2 separate regions of the Bos taurus genome follow, and region 1 is linked to region 2. Evidence: chromatin contacts called from public Hi-C data. All regions are on one chromosome and are shown on one strand. Each heading gives the region's core, a stretch centred on a gene start, on an enhancer-like site or on the middle of the called end of the contact. The rest is flanking DNA. Distances are from core to core; before and after follow the strand shown. Region 1 overlaps KDM2A (lysine demethylase 2A). Region 2 has its middle 23 kb from the start of KDM2A.

Region 1 (6,141 bases), core at 988-3,487, 66 kb before region 2:
TGTTGCGGTATGCGAGCTCTTAGTGGTGGCATGTGGATCTAGTTCCCTGAACAAGACTGAACCCAGGCCCCCTGTGCTGGGAATGTGGAGTCTTAGCCACTGGACCACCAGGGAACTCCCTGAGTTGTACACTTTAAAAGAGTGAATTGAATAGCATATGAATTCTATCTCAATACAAAATAATGATGGGCAGTCTGTAACAGAAAAAAGGTTAATACAATGCACATATTTAAGTAAAGCAATGTATTTTTACGATATAAGAATAAAGTCTGACACAGACCAAATCTTGCGTAATAACATTTTTTGAGAAAGCACAATTTTTTTCTAAATTTTCATCGCCATTTCAGTTGACTTGATACGAAAGGACACATAGATAAGTGACTAAAAAAAGCTCTTAAGTATCAGGAACCACCATGCTGTGCCAGAAACGCAAAAGCAGTCTGTTAGTTCTGAGAATTTCCACTCCATCGACTAATGTCATTCACCACATTAACAGATTAAAGGAGAAAAATTAAACGATCAGCTAGATCTGAGCTGTCCAAAATGTTAGCTGCTAGCCACACGTAGCTGTAAGACTTAAGTTTATTAAGATTAAAAACATTTTCAACAAACGATGCAAGGGAAACTAGGTATCTGCCTGCAAGAGAATGTGTTAGACCTTTACCTTAAACCATTTCATTTAGTACAAAAAATTAACTCAAAACACATCAAAGACCTCAACATAACAGCTAAAACTATAAAATTCTTAGAAGTAAACAAGGGAAAATCTTCACAGCATTAGCTTTAAAGAGGATTTTTTTTTAATGACATCAAAAGCAAAAGGAAAAAAAAACAGGTAAACTGGACTTCATCAAAATTTGTAAAATTTGTACAAAAAACACTATCAACAGAGTGAAAAGAAACCGTAGGAGAAAATACCTGCAAACCATACATCTGACATGGGATCTAGCATATATAAAGGACTCTTACAATTCAACAACAAAAGAAACAACCCGATTCAAAAATGGGCAAAGGACTTAATAGGAATTTCTCCAAAGAAGACACCCAAATGGTCAATACGCACTGGAAAAGATGCCAAACATCACCACAAATCAAACCCATAGTGAGATACTACTTCACATCCATTGAGATTCCTATCACCAAAAAAGAAAAAACAAAAAACAAAAAAAAAACCCCACAAAATAACAAGAGTTATCAAGGAAGTGGGGAACTAGAACGCTTATGCATTGCTGGTTGCAGCCTGTGTGAAAAAGAAGTACAGCAATTCCTCAAAAAATTTAACACAGAATTGCCATATGACCCAGTAATTCTACTTCTAGAACCAAAAGAAAACAACCAAAAGCAGGGACTCAGACACTACACCACCAGTGTTCATAATGCCAAAATTGTTTTTTTTGATGGTCAAAAAAAAAAAAGATGGCAACAGCCCCAAATTTCCATTGACAGATAAAATGTAGTATTTATATATACAACAAAATATTATTCAGCTATAAAATGAAATGGAGATCTGACACGTGCAGCAACATGGGTAAACCCTGAAGACATTATGCTAAGTGCAACAGGTCAGACAAAAAGATATTGTATGATTCCACTTATGAGGTACCTAAAGTAGACAAATTCATAGAGACAGAAAGAGATTAGAGATTACCAGGGGCTGGGGGGAGGAGGAATGGGAAGTTACAGTTTTACGATTATACAATTTCTATCTGGGGTAATTTTGTTTTGGAAACAGTAATGATGGCAGCACAATACTCTGAATTAACACCACTGAATTAATTTGCTTAAAATGGTTAGAATGGCAAGTTTTGTTGCAAATATCTTACAATTTCTAAAAATAATGCAATATATCAAAAATCTCCCTTTAAGAGTCACTGTATAATTCCTTCATTTTATATCAAATAGGTTTTGCCTACGGTAACTTCTGAGAATCAGGAAATATGGTGGAATTATTTTACAAAGAAGAAAGGTAAAACTGACCTAAGTTTACCCTTTTAGAAAACAGAAAAACAAGAAAGCTGAACTATCTAAAGGGAGAGCTTATCCCTTGTCAATTCTACTACAGACACTTTACTGTGTGATCTTAGGCAGTTAAGTGAATCATTTAACCTCTCTAGATCCTAATTTTCCCTTGGAGGTAAATAATACAAGGTCCCTCTGTGCTCTACAATAAAGTCCTCACCACCTGATTCTCAGCCTTGCTCTCTCTTACCTTATACTGTGTTCACATTTTGCTGACCCATAGCCCCACCTCTGTCCTGACCAGGGACACTGAGAGGCACGAGTGGTGGGTTGGCAGGACAGCCCTCCAAGGGACTTCCACATCATCCTCCTGTCCTGCCCACGCACCGCCGCCCCCATATTAAACAAATCTCCGTGTATCTCAATCAACCAGATGTTAAGGCAGTTATTTCTGGAGAGCTTAGGCAATTACCATTCCCCAAGGGATCAAAGGAGTCAAGAGAATGAAGAAATTGTATAAAGTATGAAAAGGCAGTTGCTTTTTAATTAATGACACCCAGAAGGGCTACTGCTTTGAAGGTGAACTATGATGCCAGGACAAAGCAACAGTAGTAACAGCAGTTAACATTCCAGTGTTGACTATGTGCCAAGTACTGTAACAAGCATTCTGCATGTATTAACACATGTAAGGATACTATCCTCTCTTTTGTATGACAAAAGGCAAATGAAGGACAGAAGTAACCTGCCCAAGTTACAAAGCTATTAAGTGGTACAGCTGGGACTGGAACCCAATTCTAAAACCTGTGGTCTTAACCACTACTCTCTCTACTACTGAAATCACTAAGCAACGAACTCTGGCCAGACCAGGGGCTTGGGGCAGCTGAAATAACTGTCACAGGAGGAGATCCCAGACAAATGAAATGGCTCTGGCAGAGCAAGGAGGTGAAGTGGTGGGGCTGTTGACAACGAAGCAGTCTATAAACCAGAACACCATGCCTGGTACAAAGATCAGCAAAATATCTTCCCAAGGGAGGGAGGTTTCTGATACGTGCTAAGGGATACAACATTTCCTTTAAATGTTATTTAACATTTCACCAATCCTAACTTCTAATTCTAGCTTTTACTTAACTTCCTGGACATTCAGTTATTTTGGCTGAAATAAAAATATTGCAATTTCTAACCACAGACTACTTTACATCAAAGAGTGCTTTGAACCTAGTACGTTTATTATATATGCTAATTAAAATTTGTTTTCATTCTCTATATTTGTAGTCAGGGACATTTATCACACACTTTCTGTAAAGATGACGTTGCCAACATTTTTTTTTTAAACCAAGATTCACATTTCCTACTGTCTCTAAGTTCTGATCTGAGGCAGATCTACCTCACTACCTTAGAGAAAAGTTTTAATTACACAGCCTCTTTGCTGCTGACGGTATAAGAAGCCAAGTAACAAGTGTATTTTCATGTCCCACATCATGATACTGCTTTAAAGAAAAAGTTTGGGGGCATCTTTTTATCAATTTATAAAGCGATACAGATTACATCTGAACCTTTCCAACACACACCAAATCCCTACTTGATAAGTGCTTAATAAGCTCTTATACATCTTCAAAGAAAGAAGCAAGCTCAGGTTCTCAACTGGTCCCCTTCACAAAAGTATGACTACATATATATCCTAAAAATCAACTAAGCTTGAAGGTGTTGTTCTCATTTTCTTTCTTTCCATATTTTTGAAAACCCGATATTACTGTAAGATCACACAATGGGGCAGGTACATATGTAGATGAATCACTGCCTACCACCTTTCTATGTGTGTACATGTGTTTGTGATATAAAAATTATTTGAACACTTACTCATTCATAAAACAGGGCACTCATTATGGAGTTAAAGCCAGATGCTCTGCATACAAAGATAAAAGGCACAGTCTAGTGCTAAGATTTCTGGCCAGTAGGGGGAGACAGACATGTAAGTAAATTACAGTATTACCATTAATGTGATATGCATTAAGACAGGTAGGTACAGAATTTATTAAAGTCCAAGAGGAAGGAGTAGTAGAATGGTTGGTGAAGGCTCGACTTAAGAGAAGAAATGTTTTCTCATTCAATATAACTTTACTGAACATCTACTAAGTGCCAAGGACTATGGATATAGATTCTATATTGCTCCTCTGTAGCAGTGACCTCTGTAGCTTTTGAACTGCAGTGCTGGAGAAGACTCTTGAGAGTCCTTTGGACTGAAAGGAGATTAAACCAGTCAATCCTAAAGGAAATCAACCTTGAATATTTATTAGAAGGACTGATGCTGAAACCGAAGCAGCAATACACTGGCCACCTGATGCAAAGGGCCGACTCATTAGAAAAGACCCTAATGCCGGGAAAGATTGAAGGCAGGAGAAAGGGACAACAGAGGATGAGATGGATGGATGGGATTACTGACTCAATGGACATGAATTTGAGCAAGCTCCATGAGATTGTGAAGGACAGGGAAGCCTGGCATGCTGCAGTCCATGGAGTCGCAAAGAGTCGGACACGACTGAGCAACTGAACTGAACTAAACTCCTCCCCACTGGGTTACTGAGACTCTCCTTAACAGAGGGTGAATACCATTTTTCAAAAATAAAAGTTGTTTGTTTAGAAAAATGTGGTAACTTCATTACATCTCATGAGATTTTAATGGCAACGTCCTAAGGTAGTACAGAAACAGGAGGAATCACTGCCTTACAGTGACTAACCCTTGGGCCCATTTCTACCTTTAGATGACACACCCGCTGCCCCTAAAATAGTAAGAGGCTTGAGGACAAGGATAAAGGAAGACACATGCTTAATTTTAACACAACTGCGTTACTGTATTACAAAGAACGTGTACTTATCAACTACATAGCTGAAAAGCTTGCATTTCTTTTGTTGACAGTTCAGCCTCCAAATATTTCTGGGCTAACTGAAGATCAACTTATGCAGAGACCAACAGCACAAAGAACATTTTCTATATATACAAAACATTAGCAGATCACAGTAATTCCAACAAGACAGAGTAATCCATAAATAGAAATTTGGCAAGAAGTTTATTCACATCTAAGTCTCTGATTTTAAAAAAAGAAAAAAAGACAGCTGAGAAGGCAGAATGCTCAAAAGGAGAGGGATATACAACACAAAGTGAACTTCTCCCCTAAAGTTCCCTCAGAACTAATGTCAAATACTTAGTATGTACAGAATGATCCTAAAATCCTGAGTCAGGATACACTTACTCAACCACAAATATGTCCTCCAAAAACCCAACTGGCTGAGAAATGAGTTACAGTGCTGGATCTCTGCCATCAACACCCCCTGCTTTTCTGCATACTGTTTGGAATAATCAACTGTTCAGTGTGCTTGCTGCACAACTAATCATGATGGTGCCACAATTCTATAAGAGAAAAAACTGGTGTAAGCAGCAAAATCAGTCTGTGAAATTCAGGATGAAGACAGGCATCCCAACACCATCCTGAAGAGAAATAATCTGAGTTCAGACATTACAGAAAAAGTACATTTTCATTCCCCTAAAGGTTTTTACTAGAATATACATACATACACTTTTCTTCTTGGATACTGGCAAAAGCAGTACTCAGCAATATTACATGTTCTACCAACATGCAAATTTTCGATCAGTTTATCCTCTAAAAGAAGCCCAGTCAAACCATCAGAGAAACTGGAAATAACAGCATTTGTCAATGTCCAAGTCACCTTGGGGGTTTTACTTCTTAAGTAGCTGGGAAAAAGAGATGTGTAATTCCTCACTCTCCTTTCTGTCCCACTCTCAAATCTTCACCTCCTTCTTGTAACCACAGAATGCTTCTTAAACTTAGCACTCTTACTCTCTGACATTCAAAAGTTACTCTGAGTTAAGTGAAATCATTATCTAAAAGGAATATAAAATGTTTGCTTTTTCTAATTTTTATCTCCCAGAGCAGAAAAGGGAATTTTGGAAGGACTGATCATTAGGAAATAATCTTCAAATTATTCACACATAAAGAAAATGGAAAATACCACCCACTAAAAATGGAAACAATAATGAACTCAGAAATATTCAGTTTGTCCTTCAACTCAACAAATGTCTTAACTTATTTTCATTAGCCAATGAACATCCTCTGAGATTCAAATAGTCCCTGAACACCTATGTTTACTGCCTGGTTTGTTTCTATA
Region 2 (5,986 bases), core at 3,199-5,698:
ACGCACTCACAAAGCTGAGCCTGGTGGGGCGATCTTCTGGAGCTACTTCCAACTGCCCAGCTCAAGCTTACTTTCCTCTTGAGGTTCTCCAGGGTAGGCATGAGGCAATGCTGCTAAACTGAAGTTCTGCTTCCTTCTGAGAGAGAGAACGAGAGCTCAGCCAGGGGGCCAAGGTACCTTGAGCTCCTGCAGCAATTGTGCTGGGATGGGTGGTGGGTTTGCAGGGGCTGCAGCCACAGGCCGGCAGCAGAAGGGGGCCTCCGCTGTGAGAAGCTGCTCCCTGCCTAGGACATACGACTCTCTGCAGTGGCCCCTGCACCTGAGGGACTGGAGCGGAAGCTGCCTCTAAGGGAGGAGAGGAAGGAGGTGGGGCAACAGGGCAGGCTTGTCTTCGAGTCTCAGGCAGCTTATGTGACTGGAGCAGATGCCCCAAAGGGGGTTCAGGGAGTTCCCTTTGGTCCAGTGGTTAAAAATCCACCTTCCAACGCAGGCGACGCAGGTTCAATCTCTGGTCAGGGAGCTGAGATCCCACGTGCTGCGGGGCAACAAACCTGCGCCCTGGAACTAAGCCTACGTGCTCTGGAGCCCACACGCAGCAACTAGAGAGAAGCCAGAGCACCGCAACAAAAGATCCCGCAAGCCGCAGTAAAGACCTGATGCAACCAAATCCATAGATGTATCATCGTCATTGTTCAGTCGCTAAGTCATGTCTGACTCTTGTCGTGCCCATGGACTGCAGCGAGCCACAGGCTCCTCTGTCCTTCACTATCTCCTGGAGCTTGCTCAAACTCATGTCCACTGAGTCGCTGGTGCTTTCTAACACTCTCATCCTCTGCTGCCCCCTTCTCCTGTTGCCTTCCATCTTTCCCAGCAACAGGGCTCGTTTCCCATGAGTCAGCTCTTCGCATCAGATGACCAAAGTAATGGAGCTTCAGCTTCAACATCAGTTAAAGATATATATATATATATATATATATATATATATATATATATTTAAATTAATCAAAGTTGATGCCTGGATAAATCCTCAGAGTTGGCTGCTGCCGCCTTGTTGCTTCAGTCATGGACTGAGGCATGGACTGCAGTCCGCCAGGCTCCTCTACTGGAGTGGGCTAGCCATTTCCTTCTCCAGGGGATCTTCCCCACCCAGAGATCAAACCTGAGTCTCCTGCATTGCAGGCAGATTCTTTACCGTGTGAGCCACTAGGGAAGCCCTGGACTTGCTGGATACTCTATTACCTATGCCAGGGCGGGGGACCCATATTCTTTCAGCTGAGAGCCCCTAAAGACTAACCATCAGGGTCTGAGCAAACCCCCCTGTCCAACCTAGATGGCAAAATGGCTGAGGGCAGGTCCCAGAGGCTTGGTGACACCCCTGCTGACATCCCTCAGTACAAACAATATTTATTGAATGCCTGTGGACTGTCTAAAGCCCGAACTGCTCTACTTTCAGGCAAGACAGATAAGATGGGTGTAATTCACACATACTTGTGAAATTCAAGTTCCCAACTGCAGCAAAGACCCAAATGAACCCGCAAGAGACCTCCTGAAGTTTAAACAAACAGACACTGGCTTCAGACAATGGAGAGGTAAACAACCCCTAATGGGTTTGCTCACACATTCTCACTCTCGCTGTGCCAGGTCTGCCAGAGCCCAAGTTCCCTTGGCCCAGGAGTCAGGGTCAGTCAGTTATCCAAACACAGTTTGGAATCACATCTAAGCCCTTGGTCCCAGTGAACTCAATTCGGAGTCCCAGGGCACGGCCCCGCCCCTGGGCTGACGGCCTGCCTGAGTGACCCTGGTTTTTAAGGGCCCAGGACACCAGTTCACTCCTCCCAGGGTCTCTGGGTGTCCAGCGGAGCTGCTCCCAAGGCTCTTCCAGCTCACTGGCCCCTCTTCACACCCCATAGCGGGCCTCCTCAGCAGAAAGGATTATGCAGGTATCAAAGGCCTGCCAGGGCAGGGCACAAACTGCAGGGCTCCTGTCAGGGAGGCCAGGGCATCTGCTGGGGACAAGACAATAAGACACAGCTATCCACCGGCCAGAAGCGGCCCTGATCCCCGGACCACCTGGCTACAGCCTCCCTATTTGTTGTTCAGTCGCTAAGTTGTGTCCAACTCTTTGCAACCCCCACGGACTGACACCAGGCTTCCCTGTCCTTCACTATATCCCAGAGTTTCCTAAAACTCGTGTCCATCGAGTCAGTGATGCCATCCAACCATCTTATCTTCTGCCACTCCCTTCTCATGCCTTCAATCTTTCCCAGCATCAGGGTCTTTTCTAATGAATTGGCTCTTCGTATCAGATGGCCAAAGTATTAGAGCTTCAGCTTCAGCATCAGTTCTACCAATGAATATTCAGGGTTGATTTCCTTTAGGATTGACTGGTTAGATCTCCTTGCTATCCAAGGGGCTCTCAAGAGTCTTCTCCAGAACCACAATTAGCCTCCTTCTGCCTCTGGCCAAAATTCTATCCAGATCAGCCTTACGGGGCAGTGGTCTCTGGTCACCTGTGCATGAGGCTGGGCCCTGGCATGGGGCATTGTGGTGGAGGTGAGAGAAGAATTTCAGGCAAAGCCAGGTAGGATGGGGGAACCCTGGAGAATTTCTGCAGCTGGGCTGAAGACGGAGCGGGGCAATGCAAGAGCCACTGGTGGGATGGTCTCTGTTGCGGCATTCGGGATGGGCTTCTCTCCACTTGTGGCGAGCAGGCTCCAGAGTGTCAGGGCTCAGTAGTTGTGCCACTTGGGCCTAGTTGCCCCATGGCACGAGGAATCTTAGTTCCCCAACCACTGATTGAACCCGTGTCCCCTGCATTGGAAGGCGGATTCTTAACCACTGGACCATCAGGGATGTCCTGGACTAATTTTTAAATAACCTTTTTATTTTAGAAACTGTATGTTATATTAACAAAGAATAAGATCATACAGAGAATTTTATTTACACTTGCATCTTGTTTTCCCCCGTTAGCACCTTATATTTGTCTGTACAAATATAAGGTGCATTTGTTACATTTGGTGGCTCAGACGGTAAAGCATCTGTCTGCAATGCAGGAGACCCGGGTTCGATCCCTGGGTTGGGAAGATCCCCTGGAGAAGGAAATGGCAGCCCACTCCAGTATTCTTGCCTGGAAAATCCCATGGACTGCATAGCCTGGTAGGCTACAGTCCATGGGGTTGCAAAGAGTCGGACACGACTGAGCAACTTCACTTCACTTCAATGAACCAACACTGATACATTAGCAGATTTCCTTAGTTTTACCTAATATCTAATACCTAATATAGGAGACGGAGAAGGCAATGGCAACCCACTCCAGTATTCTTGCCTGGAAAATCCCATGGACGGAGGAGCTTGGTAGGCTGCAGTCCATGGGGTCGCTAAAAGTCAGACATGACTGAGCGACTTCACTTTCACTTTTCACTTTCCTGCATTGGAGAAGGAAATGGCAACCCACTCCAGAGTTCTTGCCTGGAGAATCCAAGGGACGGGGGAGCCTGGTGGGCTGCCGTCTATGGGGTCTCACAGAGTCGGAAACAACTGAAGTGACTTAGCAGCAATATAGGAGAAGGCAATGGCACCCCACTCCAGTACTCTTGCCTGGAAAATCCCATGGACAGAAGAGCCTGGTGGGCTGCAGTCCATGGGGTCGCTAAGAGTCGGACATGACTGAGCGACTTCACTTTCACTTTTCACTTTCCTGCATTGGAGAAGGAAATGGCAACCCACTCCAGAGTTCTTGCCTGGAGAATCCAAGGGACGGGGGAGCCTGGTGGGCTGCCGTCTATGGGGTCGCACAGAGTCCGACACGACTGAAGCGATTTAGCAGCAGCAGCAGCAATACCTAATATATCAGTTTTTACCTTTTCTTTTTATCTTTTTCTATCCCAGGGTCTCATCCAGCACACCACACGTTTGGCTTGCTTTTTTTTTTTTTTTTTGGCCACGCTGTGCACTTTGCAGTTTATGAGATCTTAGTTCCCCAACCAGGGACTGAACCTGGGTCCTTGGCAGTAAAATTGTGGAGTCCTAACCACTGGATTGCCAGGGAATTCTTGGTTTTCCTATCTCCTTGGGCTCCTCTGTGTTGCAGTTTCTCAGAGTTTCCTCATTTTTGATGACCTTGGCAGTTTTGAGGACAACCTCTCAGATAGCTTATGAAATATCTGTCCACTGGTGTTTTTTCTCATGATTAGGTTAGGGAAGGAAGATCATGGAGGCAAAGTGCTTTGATTAATTTTTGTTATAAAAATAAAATTATTTCCCAAATTGTTCATTCTCTCTCGCTTCCCTCCCTTCCTTCCCTATTTCCTTCCTTTCCTTTTTCACCCTGGTGCCTCTGCTTTGCTGCTCCCGCCCCCCTCCCCCCCCCCACCGAGTGCTTCCTCTGTTGGTCAGTGAGCCCTGAGCCTGGCAGCACAGCTCAGATGTTGAGAGGCGGGGCACTCAGTGGACCGGAGAGCTCCAGGAAGGCTGCTGGGGGCAGAAAGGGGGTTGGTGTATTGCAGCAGTTGAGATCATGGAATTCCTGGAGATTTGAATCCCAAGGAGCTTTGCATTCCTCACTTCTCTGTTAAGAGAACCCTTGAAAAGTGAAAGTGAAATTTGCCCAGTCCTGTCTGACTCTGCGACCCCATGGACTATAGCCTGGCAGGTTCCTCTGTCCATGGAATTCTCCAGGCCAGAATACTGAAGTGGGTAGCCATTCCCTTCTCCAGGGATCTTCCCAACCCAGGGATTGAACCCAGCGCTACTGCATTGCAGGTGGATTCTTTACCATCTGAGCCACCAGGGAAGCCCAAATATGGAATTCTTTAGGCAAGAATACTGGAGTGGGATGCCATTCCCTTCTCCAGGGGATCTTCCCAACCCAGGGATCGAACCCAGGGCTCCCACATTGCAGACGGATTCTTTACTCTCTGAGCCATTAGGGTTGCTGGGAGCACTGGGAGCTGGTAGAGAGTGGCCCCCCAAAGGGGGTGTTCAAGGTGAGCCCTAAACAGTCCTGGGTGACTGGAGTGGTGGGAGACATGGAGCAGCATTCCCACCCACAAAGATCCCTCAGTAGCTGGTGTTAAGTGATGCTACAAGCTCAGCTTCTCTGTGCACCCGTGCTGAATCAAATCTCAGGGTCGGGGTTTTGGGTGAAGTAGAAAAGGATAACTTTATTGCATTGCCAGGCAAAGGATGACACAGTGGGCTCATGCCCTTTAAATATCCCCACTTGGGGAAGATAGTGACAAGTTTTATAGAAATTGTTCTAAGAGGGTGTGATCAGCTCCTGGACACTCTTCTGATGGCTTGGTGGTGAGGTCAGCAGGAGTCCGCATTTTCAACCTTCAGATCCACCTGGTTGGGATCTACATCCTTGTGGGCAGTTAGTCAGTTCGGTTGCTCAGTCGTGTCCGACTCTTTGGAACCCCATGGACAGCAGCACGCCAGGCTTCCCTGTTGTTCACCAACTCCTGGAGCTTGCTCAAACTCATGTCCATTGAATCAGTGATGCCATCCAACCATCTCATCTTCTGTCATCCCCTTCTCCTCCCGCCTTCAATCCTTCCCAGCATCAGGGTCTTTTCCAATGAGTCAGTTCTCCGCATCAGGTGGCCAAAGTATTGGAGCTTTAGTTTGAGCATCAGTCCTTCCAATGAATATTCAGGACTGATTTCCTTTAGGATTGACGGGTTGGATCTCCTTGCAGTCCAAGGGACTCTCAAGGGTCTTCTCTAACACCACAGTTCAAAAGCATCAGTTCTTTGGCACTCAGCTTTCTTTATGGTCCAACTCTCAAATCCATACATGATTACTGGAAAAAACATAGCTTTGACTAGATGGACTTGGTCAGCAAAGTAATGTCTCTGCTTTTGAATATGCTGTCTAGGTTGATCATAGCTTTTCTTCCAAAGAACAAGCGTCTTTTAATTTCATGGCTGCAGTCACCATCTGCAGTGATTTTGGAGCCCAAGGAAATGAAGTCTTTCACTATTTT

Evidence for each region. Hi-C and Micro-C count contacts between places; a contact is called where the count stands out from the background.
Region 1: a contact with region 2 is called in a Hi-C map of an unstated tissue, with 4 times the contacts expected there. The contact joins two enhancer-like sites. A contact is called at or near these places in 3 of 11 Hi-C or Micro-C datasets (skeletal muscle, skin fibroblasts and an unstated tissue).

Annotation. Positions count from the first base shown.
Region 1 is chr29:45,124,282-45,130,422 of ARS-UCD2.0, reverse strand. All of the region lies in intron 2 of KDM2A (lysine demethylase 2A), which reads right to left. Among named protein-coding and RNA genes, the nearest start is that of TRNAS-GGA, 30 kb to the left of the region's middle. Within about 2 kb of position 2,237, at least 5 of the 102 cell types and tissues checked have an H3K27ac peak or open chromatin away from gene starts, as enhancers often do.
Region 2 is chr29:45,061,088-45,067,073 of ARS-UCD2.0, reverse strand. No RefSeq gene overlaps it. Among named protein-coding and RNA genes, the nearest start is that of KDM2A, 23 kb to the left of the region's middle. Within about 2 kb of position 4,448, at least 5 of the 102 cell types and tissues checked have an H3K27ac peak or open chromatin away from gene starts, as enhancers often do.